3 separate regions of the Mus musculus genome follow, and regions 1 and 3 are each linked to region 2. The links are chromatin contacts, called in public HiChIP or PLAC-seq maps. All regions are on one chromosome and are shown on one strand. Each heading gives the region's core, a stretch centred on a gene start, on an enhancer-like site or on the middle of the called end of the contact. The rest is flanking DNA. Distances are from core to core; before and after follow the strand shown. Region 1 overlaps Spata48 (spermatogenesis associated 48). Region 2 overlaps Ikzf1 (IKAROS family zinc finger 1). Region 3 overlaps Gm11998 (predicted gene 11998).

Evidence for each region. HiChIP or PLAC-seq counts read pairs in DNA pulled down with a chosen protein or histone mark.
Region 1: an H3K27ac HiChIP or PLAC-seq map of double positive thymocytes shows a contact between it and region 2, with 5 read pairs. The contact joins two enhancer-like sites. A contact is called at or near these places in 1 of 39 promoter capture datasets (the C10 cell line), 2 of 15 datasets of contacts at CTCF or cohesin (CD8 T cells and large pre-B cells), 22 of 484 Hi-C or Micro-C datasets (B cells, the C10 cell line, CD4 T cells and 13 more) and 11 of 115 datasets of contacts at active chromatin or transcription factors (CD8 T cells, the HPC-7 cell line, T-cell acute lymphoblastic leukemia and 8 more).
Region 3: a contact with region 2 is called in a BATF HiChIP or PLAC-seq map of CD8 T cells, with 5 read pairs. The contact joins two enhancer-like sites. A contact is called at or near these places in 2 of 15 datasets of contacts at CTCF or cohesin (CD8 T cells and large pre-B cells), 15 of 484 Hi-C or Micro-C datasets (B cells, the Ba/F3 cell line, ECoMG myeloid progenitors and 10 more) and 11 of 115 datasets of contacts at active chromatin or transcription factors (the 230-238 cell line, CD8 T cells, the HPC-7 cell line and 7 more).

What each region holds. Positions count from the first base shown.
Region 1 is chr11:11,505,842-11,510,434 of GRCm38.p6, forward strand. It overlaps Spata48 (spermatogenesis associated 48), which reads left to right. Exons shown (of 9, transcript NM_001347068.1): 8 at 3,389-3,496. Among named protein-coding and RNA genes, the nearest start is that of Spata48, 44 kb to the left of the region's middle. Within about 2 kb of position 2,825, at least 4 of the 459 cell types and tissues checked have an H3K27ac peak or open chromatin away from gene starts, as enhancers often do. A contact at or near this core is called in double positive thymocytes, where this site is marked.
Region 2 is chr11:11,724,146-11,728,740 of GRCm38.p6, forward strand. All of the region lies in intron 3 of Ikzf1 (IKAROS family zinc finger 1), which reads left to right. Among named protein-coding and RNA genes, the nearest start is that of Ikzf1, 41 kb to the left of the region's middle. Within about 2 kb of position 2,021, at least 46 of the 459 cell types and tissues checked have an H3K27ac peak or open chromatin away from gene starts, as enhancers often do. A contact at or near this core is called in the Ba/F3 cell line, CD8 T cells, the G1E-ER4 cell line and 3 more, where this site is marked.
Region 3 is chr11:11,572,207-11,576,523 of GRCm38.p6, forward strand. The region is part of intron 1 of Gm11998 (predicted gene 11998); the gene reads left to right. Among named protein-coding and RNA genes, the nearest start is that of Gm29945, 16 kb to the left of the region's middle. Within about 2 kb of position 1,660, at least 91 of the 459 cell types and tissues checked have an H3K27ac peak or open chromatin away from gene starts, as enhancers often do. A contact at or near this core is called in the Ba/F3 cell line, CD8 T cells, the G1E-ER4 cell line and 3 more, where this site is marked.

The DNA of each region.
Region 1 (4,593 bases), core at 1,575-4,074, 220 kb before region 2:
TCCCAGAAGCAGCTTGTGTGCCCCAGATAGTCATCTTTAAATCTATGTACCTCTATATACACTTATAAATGCACGTAAGGTTGCATTTAGATGGCAAATCCATACATATGCTTATATCACACAAGGGCAAAAATGCTCTCTTGTGATGTCTCTGTAGGCCAGGGTTAAGGGAAATATATTTAGCATGAGCATGGGTGAGAACTTTCATATTCAAATATTTTAGCACTTTATTATGCAGCTGAATTCATCCGCAGCCTAAGCAGTTACTAGCTATCATTACGTCATCATTATTAGAGAAGATGAACCATAGAACAACCTTTATGCAATGTAACATAGATGCCAGTCAAGGTCAGTAAATTGTCTACAAGCCTCAGAGGCACACAGAGTCCTGTGGGTTTTAAATGAAGCCCCTCTCGTGATTGACACCTTGCTCATATCCACCTCTCAGGCATCTTAGCTGCCCATCTGAGGACTACGACTTCAGAAGTACTTTACTTCTGCAGGTGTTTCAAAGGCAGTGGAAAAAACCTGTCACCCAGATGGAGGGGATTTCCTTGGTAACATGCATGGAAGCTTCAAAGAATGCTTGGGGGAAGAGACACACACACATCAGTAGTTTGACCTCATTTTTGGTACCTCTCCACCTTACAGCTACACTTTAAGAAACTCCCAAGAAATCCCAAGGGACACTGCCCAGAACTTGGCAGCTCCTATTCAATCATACAGGCCCTTCCAACTGAGTTTACAACGACGTCTCCCTCATCCCATCCGAGAACCTTTGAGAAATGATAGCTAGCAAGGCAAGCGTCCCAGGCCCTGTCATTCCTGATTTAGTCAGAGTAGTGGGATCTGGTACATAGATCACCATCTTTTAAACAGCCAAGGACTTCAGTGTGTAGAGCAATTTGCAAGTCTTTGTAGCTGTGTGCGCTAGATACATTTTGTATTCTCCAACTATGAGGCTTCCAGTTTGTAAATATTTTATTTTTTAAATTGTCCTGTCTCTATCTTTTCAACTGCAGTTGGCTGGACTGGGGCCCAGAGAGCTTTCCTGAAGGTTGATGGCACCCCACAGGCAGTGAGAGGGTAGACAGGCTTGCAGAAGGAGGCCTCTCAGTCCTCTCAGTGTGGGGCCTTGGTTTTTGCTGTTCCTTTTTCTAGCCTCAGAAATCATGTCAATTCATACCATTTATTCTGACCTGTAACTCTTGAAGTGATTTTGCCTTGTTTTTAAGTGTGGAGTTATACCCAATGTGATTAGCTTTCAGCCAGTAGGCTACCACCAAGAGCCATAAAATGGCACACTCAAGACAGCTGTGAGCTTTATTGTAGCAACTTCCCGCTTGCTACATAATTTTCCCATAACATTCTGATACTAACACAGAATCAACCTAGGAAAAATCACCAAGAAATTACAGGGTGAGCTATAGTCACTCCACAAGGCCTTTAGGTTATATCACTATCTGATATCATGGCTGAGGAAACAATGGGCCAGGAGTCTAACCAGACACCAGATCCCAGGGCTGATGACAGGAATCACTTGGCCTCTGTCTTTACCCTGACACCAGAACATGCACTTACCTCACTAACATCCCCTTTCTTTCCTGTCACCTGATATTTTGAGGAATGTGTTAGTCCAATTTCTGTCAATAAGAAAAAAAAATGCCTGAAATAAGATAACAACTATAAAGAGAATATATATATATATATATATATATATATATATATATATATATATGTATGTATGTATGTATGTATGTATATATATATACACATATATATATGTGTGTGTGTGTGTATACACTCATATATATGTGTATATATTTATATGTATGTATGTATGTACACACACAAACACACCCACACTCACGTATATATGTTCATAGTACATAGTTTCAGTCCACAGTTCTTGGCCATGTCTCTTTGGATCTGCGATCACGCAGTATAACATGGAACCAGCAAATCCTGGAGAAGTCTGTTCAAATCGCAACCAGGATGCAGAGGGAGATCCACCTCCAGCAGCCTCCTAAGAGTACTCCCTGTACCCAACTCCGCCTCTGTGGGCCCCATAGCTCAAAGGTTCTACCATCTTCAAACTAAAAATCAGTCTGTCAGTACAAGAAAGGCTGTTGGATGACATTTAAGATACAGTCCACAACAAGGGACAACAACCTTCCCTAAGCTTCCTTTTGCAAAATGTCTCTGTAGCTAAATCACTCTCAGAGAAAATTTTGTTGGGTTCATTAGCTATAGGGAAAGGACATAGCCAAGACATCCAAAGGAGAATTCTCCTTTAGTAGACATGGGTCTGTTGCTTCTGCCTTGTCTTTAGTGTTGTAGTACATTTTAAATAAGAAATAAGCATGGGATATCATGCTCTCTAAAGGTTCGCCAGGGAAGGGAGGTACAAACCACAGAGCTGAAAAGATACAACTTGGGCTGTGTTTGCAATGGTGGCTGTAATGTTTCTGCAGTGAGACGGCAGCTAAGACTGAGGTGCTGGTAAGCGTCAGCTCAAGGCTTGGATACCAGCATTGCGTCCAAGCTGTTAGGTGTACAATTAAATCCTTTTTCTTGGGCTCCTGGTAGTTAAGGCAGGCCCCAGGATTGAGCCTCATGTGGGGCTCCGTGCCCCACCCTCTCCTTCTTCTTAGTAAGCCATCTGGGTAAACATTTTGAATGTTAAGACAAGCATTTTAGTGATTCTTCATGTCTTTCTGAATGACTGAGTTAAATTATTCAAGATCTCAGTTGACTGCCTTTGCTACAGAGGTCTTCTCTGTACACGCTACAGAACCTTTTCCTGTGTTTTCATGTTTTCTTATTCTAACCATGGCAGGGAAAGAGAAGAGGAAACATACCAGTGGGTAGTTTAAAACAAACAAGTCAATGCGGTGCTATTGCACGGATTTACATGTATTGTCAATGCAGAGTTTCAGAAAAGCATCTGAAATCTAGGATATGAAGGATTATGGTGGCAAGAAATACATTTGAGCAAAGACATCATGAGTGTAAACACAAGCATGTGTCTTTATTGATACCGGGGTTATCAGTACAAAGTTATGTGTGGCATGTATATGCTGTTCAGTAAGCAACGTAGCTCACCGGTAAGTCACGGGCACACACACACACACACACAAACACACACACACAATGATAGTTCAAACACACTGGAATAAGTATTTTGGCACCAGAGATGAGATGTTGCCTAGATGTACTGACGTCTCCCCTTTCCTGGTTATGTACCCAAGCCTTGGACCTTATAAGAGAGAAACAGTTTGACTGCCTCTTCCTTGCTATTTTCATATGTGCATCTAGTTACTATGGCTATTTTACAAATCATTATTTTAATCTCCTTTTATGCCCCTCTTCTCACTGTTGACTTCAGGTCTGCGAATATCCCAGGATACACTGGCAAGGTTCATTTCACAGCCACCCACCCAACAAATTCTAATATTCCATCAAGAGAGCCATCAGCAGATTCGGAGATGAACCGGTAAGTCGGGATCCGATTACTCAGTTTGCTTACATACATTAGAAAGAGAAATTATAATTATGGCTATTCCATTAAAGAACAATTAAATACTAAGTGTAAATTTGCAGTGCTTAAGAAAAATGGAGAGACAAGTCCAAAAAAGAAAGCAGTTCATTTTCCTACTGAGGGGAACTTGACTCCAAACTGCCTCTGGGAGGAAATGCAGGTTAATGGTCCTGTTGACAATGCTAATGACGGTCTCTTCACTCTTATTCAGAGCATATTGTGAGAAGGCATCTCACCTCTGAGACCCTCCAGCTGTGTACATACATCATTAATTGGCTATTATTAATGCTGTATGCTACCTAGTGTGTGTACCAGGATCCGTGTATTTCTTTCCTGTGAATGTCTCTTTCACAAAATAAATTAAAAATCTGTTGAAATTCACATGTCTTTTAATGCCCATTTTTGCACATTGAAACAGGAGACAGTGGATGGAGATGGAAGAATAATGTATTGGCAATCAGAAGTGGGAAGTAGCCCACTGTTCTCAGAGTTGTAAGCACTTGGTAGAGGTCTTGATTTTAAACTGAAAGGACTGCACAGTTCTGTAAATGCAGGTGTTACCTGAGTCTAAGGCAGACATGTGCAAGAGAACAAGCTATGACGGGTGTTCCTCCCTGTTGCTTGACCCAAATAACTCTACTCAAATCATCCTGGCAGTGAGGGCAGTTCTCCTCATTCACTAGCCACCCCAATTTTCTGGGCTCTCAAATGAAAGACACACACACACACACACACACACACACACACACACAGAGAGAGAGAGAGAGAGAGAGAGAGAGAGAGAGAGAGAGAGAGAGAGAGCCTTATATTTTAATATGCCTTAAACAGCTCAATGGCTGGCCCACTTCCAGACCTCCACATAGCTAACTCACTCCCCTCCCATATTCCTGAATTATTACTTACTAAAACCTGTATTCCATCTTGACTGTCCGGGACCCAGATCTGCAGCCCTCTTGGGCTGAGTTCCCAAGCACATACGTGACATCTGTGTTCTCTGTCCGGCACACCTCAGGCATAGCTTCCACTCCTCTCCTGGCATGGCCACTCTTCCC
Region 2 (4,595 bases), core at 771-3,270:
CACAGGACTATGGATCCAAGTTTTCAGATTCTTTAGGCTGTCACTGACTTTTTCTTTGTTGCTATCCAAAGAACAAATACTTGTTAAATGCCATTCTGAGGCCAAGTAGCTGCCATCTAGTCTAATTTTGTTGGGGACATACTTGCCAGGCATATAATGAGGAAAATGGGGGTGAATGAGATGAGCTTGAGTTTTTCTGAGGGGGCAGGATATTTTAAAAAAAAAAACCTGCAATGCATACAACAAGCAAGGAGAGAAATCAGTTTTGAGGAGACATATGTAGGTCTTTAGATGACATATTATGTGTCTTCAAATATGGTGGAAACTGGCTTGCCGGCTTTGGCTTGGGAGTGACTGAAGGCCATTGAAGGAAGGCTTGAGTCAGGGATAGTCTTCAACAGGTATGAACAGGCACCCAGGATATGTAATGTTGAGAGTGACTTGGGTGGCTTTCTCATGATCAAGTGATCCCTAGTCTAAAGCATTTGTTCTGTCACAGCCTTTTCCAAGAAAGCTGAGAGCATGACTCATCCTTATTAAAACCACTTGTGGCTAGGCTGAGGCAGGAGGATTGTGATTTCAAAGCAGCTGGGGCTACACAGCAAGACCCTGTCTTGAAAAGGAGTAGAGAAACTGTCACACTGAAATTCCTGATTCTTACATGTTAACATCTTGAATGGATAAAGGTATGACTCAGTGGTAGAGTACCCATCTAGCTTGTGCAAGGCCCTGGGTTCAATCCCCACTCCTGTGAAAACAATGAAGAGTGGGTATGTTATGGCATTGATTGAAAATAAGCAAGGGACATTTGAGGACCATCCAGGTACAATTTGAGTCAAGACTCTCAAAGCAAGAAGGCCTGTGTGTTTCAGTTTATAAAGGTATTCAGAGAGCCATAGGGTTGGAAGAATCAATATGAAATAAAAAAGCCAATTTGAAAAGGCAAAATGATTCCCCAATGAGAAATACTTCATCAGCTACAGGGAGCATGTCATGTAGAGCATGGCTGCCCTGGGGTGGACTTGGAGATGGTTCCTGAGTAACTGTGCTGTGGCCTCAGTCTCAGAACTCAGGGCTGACACCCTGGGATACTTGGCCAGGTGGAGACATGATGTATTCTGTACTTTGTCTCCTTGAGCTTCAAGTCTGATCCCTGCTACCGGTAGTGCAAAGACCTACGAACTTTCCTCATCACCACTGGTCCAGACCCTCTGGCTGCTGCCGTAGCTTTGCAAGCTATGGTTAGCACCCTCCTAGAAATCTAGTGTGCCAAAGCAAAAGCCGCTCCCACTCTCTACCCTGCTCTTTAAAGAGTGTGTGCTGTGAGGGGCCCTGCAGCTGCACTACAGACCCTCAGCAACTGAATGCTGCTCAACGTTGCCGAGAGGTGCTAACCTTGCCCACAGAGAGCTCTGCTCACTCCTGACCGTTAGAAATGTGTCACCGAAGTGTGAAAATACTTATGCTGTTAGACTTCCCATCATTTCTTTTCTTTCAATCCCTCTCATTTGCATGGGTTACTCATAAATGTAGATCTTGGGTATGATTTGTACAACTGCCCTGCTGTCGGTCTGTAGGAAAGCCTTGCTGGATGGGCTTGTCTCTGGCCTTCATCTACAAGTGCTGGGTGCAAGTGAGTCACAGGTGGTGCCACAGGCAGCTGGCCTGGAGCCGGGGGTGCAAAACACAGAGTGATAGTCGTTTGACACAATTTCAGCTCTCAAACCTGCTTTGTAAATGAAAACACTGCTTTTGGACTAAGTCATTCTCTCTGATTCCCAATTGTTCAATTAATCTATGTGTGTTAACACCTCTCTATAACATCATAGATAGTGCCTAGTAATGAACTCTGCGAGTTCAGGCTGAGGAACCCTGAATGATCCGCCACTCTGCAGCTGTTCAGGAGTTGTACCCTTTTTGTGATGTGGTGAACTCTTTGAGGACTTCAGCACTGTATTCTTAAGATACTGAAGGAGTGGGTTGAACTGTAGTAACAACAAGGATTTTGCTTTTTAAAAGGATGTCCCTGCATACAGCTTAGCAACCTTGATTGAACTCAGCCTTTCATGGTTACACCTTAAGGTTGAAACCCATTTCATTTCATCATTTCCCAGAAGGGGCACTCAGTTCACCCATTTCCTGTTTTTAATCTCAGGTTGTTCTGTGCTTGTTCCACATCTACTCTCCCAGTAGCATGGCTATGGAAGCCAGCGTCACACTCTTGCCCCACCTGGCATCTATGCATTTTGCACATAGCTGCCATCCGTTCTAAGCTATCTGTGCACAGATCTGTGGACAGGGCTGGCTGTTCCCCTGGTGTCTGGTGCCATGGCCACTCATGGAGCTCGTCACCCCAGCACTGTTGTGCCATGTCTGACACACAAGCTCTCGTCTCCCTATGTACCACAGAGTCTCTTTAGTATGTCACAGAGGTGGACATGGTGGTTAAGACCAAAGCTTCTAAACTTGCTCCATCCTATTTCCAGTGGACTTGAACCACTGTGTGTAAAGAATTTTCATTGACTGTGCTTGATACCTCCTGCCCCGACAGTCTTTAAAGATGTGTGTGTGGGGGTGGGAGGTGGGGGTGTCTGTGTGTGTGTGTGTGTGTGTGTGTGTGTGTGTGTACTTGCACACGTTGTTGTTGGTAATGATGTTGAGTGAGACCAGCACATGACTGGCATGTGGTATACAACTGAGCCATGCCCACACATCTACATTCATGTACCCACCCCTTCAGCGTGCCCTTCCCTGGCCTCCCATGTAACCAGAGTATTGACCTGACCCTTTCAATTCTGCTCAGGTTTCAGATGGTTAGGACCCTAGGGACAGGAGCCATGCTTACGTTTGTTAACCCACAGGTCCTGCGGTCCACCAAAAATAAGTTGCCTTGCCTGAGTAATCCTGGCTCTAAGCTGTCTTCTCTGTTCTCATACTGAGTCCTGTCTCTTCCTCTGTTAGGCTGCTGGAGATTAGATAAGAAACCGTCTTTCCCCCCACCCCCACTACAGTCTGTAAAGCAGGGTCCTCACCCTCAGAGTGGGTGTCTCAGGGATTTGCCAGGAAATGCATGAGTTTCACTTCAGAACTTTGCTTATCTGGGTTTTAGCTGTTGTTTCTTTCCCATCCTGGGACCCTTTTCACTGCGAGGTGCAGTTGGATGTGAATTACTGAGTGATGGGGTCGGGCCAGCTACAGAGCTACTGCTCTTCTTAAGAGTGTACAAGTTCTTAGCATCGTTAGGCCACAAGACTGTCACTTTCAGCCTCTGGTGTCTTTGGATTCTTCCTAGTTAAGCTTCTGTTGTGTTTCTGTCGCTTAAAAGTGACAGAAGCCTCCAAGTTGATGTCCAAATATGTTTCTGTATTTGTAAAGGATGTGTTTTACAGGGGCTGGAGAGATGGCTCAGTAGTTAGGACACTGACTGCTTTTCCAGAGGTCCTGAGTTCAATTCCCAGCAACCACATGGTAGCTCACAACCATCTGTAATGGGATCTGATGCCCTCTTCTGGTGTGAGTCTGAAGAGAGCAATAGTGTTCTCATATAACATAAAATAAATAAATCTTTTAAAAAGAGAGAGAGAGAGGAAAGGGGAAAAGAAGGATGTGTTTTACTTGGAACCCTCCTTGGCATCCTTTGGCAGCATCAGTAATGGAGACATGAATGTTTCATCGCTGCAGAGTGCACCTTTGCAGATTTCGTGCAGTGCCCGTTTCCGTCAACCGTTTTAGGTTGTTTAAGCTTTGTTGTTGGAGAATGAGATGGTGTGGTGCTCACTGTGCTGTACAACCTCGCCTCGCTTTCACGGTCCGATTGCTTCATAAGGTTGAGAGACACAAAGAGGATGAGAGTCCTGGAGGCTGCAGCAGGACTGGCACATTGGGAGAGTGTGTGTTCCTGCACCAGCAGGTTTCCATTCACGATTTCCCAGGAGCTTGGACTGGCAGGCCCTAATCTTCCTGACATCAGCCCTTCCCCCATCACTGGCAATGACAAGCTGTTTCAGCTTTGCCACCTCTCCCAGGCCACTGTGGATGTCACCGCATAGCATGGCTGACTATCTAGTGCAGTCTCTGGCTGACACAGGTTAAGTGGCCATGGGTCACAAGTGATGCTATCCTGGTGATATTGGTTAAGCTATCTATGTGACATGGCACACGTAGGACAGCCATATGTCACGTGACTACATTCAGTGATACAAGTGCGGGCATCTACATGACCGTTAGGGTATTCTGGTAACAAATGGCACAGATAAGCACAGGCAACCAGAACCAGCACCTCCACCTAAGCTTGAGTGATCAGTGGGGTCCCAGAGGCTGTGCTGGCAGAGGGATGGCCAAGGGCATGATTGATAAGGCTTTGCTCCAATGTTAGCTGTGTTATATCAACTGTGTTTCTTTTATTATTTTTGTGTTTATTTCCATAAATACCTAAATTGTTAGTGAGATACTAACATTTCATTGATTACAGAGTTTCAATGACCCTCTTAGTCGTTCTCCCCCAAGACATTCTGTGTTCAAAAATATGATGGTTTATATATGTGACACATAGAAAATACCATCCAGAGCGTCTGGCCAAGAATGTGCCCATCAGA
Region 3 (4,317 bases), core at 410-2,909, 150 kb before region 2:
TACTAAAGGCTCTGCAACCATCCTTTTCTTCCCTATCCAGCAAGTAGCATTTAATATCATCTTTCTCCTCTAGGCTCAATAGAAGCATCTATTTTGGTACCCAGTCTCCAGCTCTTTGTGTTGTCAGGGCTGCTCTGGATATCTATTTAGTCCTGTTTGCAGTGGGTTGGTCTGATGCTGCTTGTATTCAAATGCTAAATTCTATACCCCATGGTCTGGTTGCTCCAAGATGAGCAAATCCTCTTGTATACCAGCTTTTGCTGTATTAACCTTGCCCCTCAAGTTATTCATGATTGGCTAATAAAAATGCCTATAGCCTATAGCTGGGCAGAAGAGAGATAGGCAGGGCTTTGGTTCCCTGGCTTGGGCTCTGAGGAGGGACCATGAAGAGGAGGAGAGGAGAAAGAGAAGAGAAGTCACAGCGGGGTAGGTGGATTGTAAGTGCATGGCAATGAGGGCTGATATCTGCCCAGCTCTAGTGCTTTAAGGCTTATACATTCAAAGGTTTGGTGCCGTTTATTTGGGAACTAAATGATTATTTGAAGGTAGAAAACTTCAAATAATATTTACTGCACCACCACACCTTTCTTGGATCAGAGCTTTCCTTCTAGACTTCAGAGTCCAGCCTCTGAATTTCCTGCCAGGTGATTAGCCTCAAGTTTTGTTTTTCTTTTCTTTTCTTTTCTTTTCTTTTCTTTTCTTTTCTTTTCTTTTCTTTTCTTTTCTTTTCTTTTCTTCCTTCCTTCCTTTCTTTCTTTCTTGTTTTTTTTTTTGTTTTTTGTTTGTTTGTTTGTTTGTTTGTTTTTGTTTTTTGAGACAAGGTTTCTCTGTATAGCCCTGGCTGTCCTGGAACTCACTTTGTAGACCAGGCTGGCCTTGAGCTCAGAAATCCACCTGCCTCTGCCTCCCAAGTGTTGGGATTAAAAGTGTGCACATCCACTGCCCAGCTTAGCCTCAAGTTTCTAAGCAGTGGTTTTCTAGATGGCCCCTTCCATCCCACATGGCATCATTTACCAGACATGCTCATTATCTATATGTCTACAAATGGAGTTCTGGTAGATTTTGTCTACTAATGCTCCTACCTCCAGAGACAACAGTTTTTCCTGAGTCATCACTAAGGTGTCTATGCCTGTGGACCCACATGAATGGCTCCTTCTGCCCCGACAGCATCTTCAGCCTGTGGGCATCCCCAATCTGTTTTTTCCATTTTATGGCCAGACTATCCACCTCCAAAGCCCACATTATTTCATTTGTATTTTATTTTTAATTACATGTTTGTTGAAGTTAAGGGTCCTTGAAAATGTGTACTTTAACACCGATACCTACAGAGATCAGAAGCATTGGATCCTGCTAGAGTTACAGGTGGCTGTGAATCATCTGATATGTGTGCTGGGAACAGGTCTTGAGTCTTCTGCAAGAGTAGCATGCACACTCTTAACTGCTGAGCCATCTCTCTGGTCCCTAAGTCTAACACTTTGTCTCACTAGAGATGACGGTCCTCCAAATGGCATCTACATTCTTTCAAGGTAGAGAAATAGAAAGAAATGGCACAGTGAATGAAGGGGATTAATGAAAACTTCACAGGAGGAAGCATGCCACGTCATGATGGCTTAGGCAAGAGACAGAGGAGTACCTCCCAGTAGAGGAAATGAGGTAACACTGGCAGAGACCAGCAATCACCCAGCTCAGCAGGAAGTGGAAAGAAGATTAGTATGCGGGGAGGCAAGAGATGGGAAGTGGGGAGGGCGTGGTTGCCTGGAACAGCAAGGCTCTTTGGGAGCTCTCAGGCCTCAGCCCTAGGAAGAAGGAGCAATGGAGTCGTGCTCATCCGGATCTTTCTCTTGAACTTCAGCCACCAATGTTTGTGTGCAGATTGTCAGCAAAGAGTTAAACACCAAGGTTGGAATGTCAGGCTCAAATCTACATCAGAGCCTCTTATCAAAGTCTGAAAACAAATCATCTATGCTGAAAAGTTAATTTGCATGTCTTATACCGCCAGGACAATAATGTCAACGGGGAACTTAAATCCTCCCAGATTACCACTTTGAATCATCTCTAATCCTCACTTATGTTCAAAATGGAATTATGTTTAAGCATATACATATGCAGATGGATGGACACACATGCCAACACACCTGTATGTGAGTACACCCAATTTGTCAAAGAAAAATGATAAATGCCTTGAGACCATATCCTCAAAATATATTCACAGTAGTAGTATTTTGCCTACTAGATATTAATTCCAGTTAATGTACTGATTAAGGAAGGAACTATAATATTCACTGGAATCATACTTCAGCCAGATATAAAGAGACAGGTTTGTTATTTTTAAAAGGCTTTTTATAGATCATCTTCTAAACATAATGGAACAAAGAGCAGGGGAAAATCAGTCTATTCAGGACATCTTCACACATTATATACCAAGATTGCAGCAGGCCTTGAACACTTATAAAGCTCAGTCTATATCTCATTAGCTCACTCAACGAGTATGTGCATAACTGAGATAAAATGAACTTAGAAAGCCTTAAATTAAGTGTTCAAGATGAAAGGAAAACAACATATAACCATTTTTGATCTTTTTGCACATTTTATCATTTGAAGAAGTTTCTTTATTTGATCACTTCCAATATGCCCCTGACTTATGTGATATATATATATATATATATATATATCACATAGAGATAAAGATATCACATGAAAGCAGATCTTGGATAAATATATAACTGAAAACTCTTATCAAATTAGTGGCAAACAAAATCCATAAATAGAATAAATAAATTATATACCATGTGTATGGACCCCTGACACACCAGAAATTCAAAGTTAGTTTCATATTTGAAAATCAATATGTGTGATGCATTACATCAGAATAACAAACAGCAAAAGCCATATGATAAACACAGGAGGAAAGGTATCTGTCAAATACCCAGTCCTTCCATGGTGAAAATGTGTAAGTTGTTTGACTAAATGGGAATTTCGTGAGCTTAATTGAAATCACCCATGAAAAGCTTACAGGTAGATCAGAGCCAGCCAAGGCTGCCCAATTTCATAATTTCTCCTCTTTAACCTGCCTTTTCTTTTTTCTAGACTGGTCCCAAACTCCTGGATTCAACGGCTTTTCCTTCCTCAGCCTCCCAAATAATTGTTATATCGTAATTTGTCACCACATCTACTTCATTCTTGACATTTCTATTTCAAATTTTACTGGAAATTCTTGTCAGAGCAAATAGGCAAGAAATGAAAATTAAAGTTTTCATATTGAAAAGGAAGAAGTAAAACTATCTCTACTTGTAGAAAAGAACAGCATGTGAGATATTCTTAAAAATGCACACTGAAAGTAAAATTAATAGCTAACCAGAGACTATACGGACTACCTCAACAATAGAGGACTCCACTTAGCTTGAATTATGCACACGTCTATCTACTACAAATGCCATGGCAACCTAAGCCCTTACATGCACATACGGTATATATACATCCCTCCCCTAACAATAGGCTTAGCAACCTAGGTCCTCTACCTATCAAGTGCCATGCTCATACAACCCATCCTGAGCAAGAAAAGAAGTTTCTAATTCCCCCCCCCCCAATATTTGAAATCCTATTTTGTGGACCAGTTTCTTCTATTCAAACATGGTCCAGATTTATACAGGTATGGGAGTAAGTGGATCACTCTAGACTGGACTAGTAAGGCAAATGGTGTCTTCTAAGAGAACTTTTACCATTTTATGTATATGTATAATTTGTTAAGCATATTATTAAAATCAGATGCACTATAAGAAGGGGTATATGCAGCAAGAAAAAGTTCATATAGCTCAAATACACTAATTAAAATAGAGAAACCTTCAAACTATGACCCTTAGTAATGAGCCTCTCCTTTCTTTAAACTCCACAAAAGAAGCCTGAGGCAGTAGCCTGGGAACTTTAGCACTCTCTTATAAATGTAGCCAGATTTTTTACTCTTGACAGTATATTTCTGACCTGTACCCTTACTTTGTTTTAGAACAAAAATCTGCAACTTCCCTATATGTGTATATCTTTAGCTTGATTCATTGAATAAGACACCAAGAACCTGAAAAAAATTTTGTCCAAATACCAACCAACACTAACAAAACTATTTAGATTATAAGAGAAAAGATCAATATGAAAAGTATATTTATTTACATCAGCAATGAAAAGTGTAAAAATGAGGACTGGGGATACAGATCACTGGGTAAGCATGAGGGATTTCAAATTCCTAGCACCCCCACACAAAGCTGGGCATAATTGCACACACCTGTAATCTCAGCCTTAGGGAAAAGAAATAGGTGGATCCTTAAA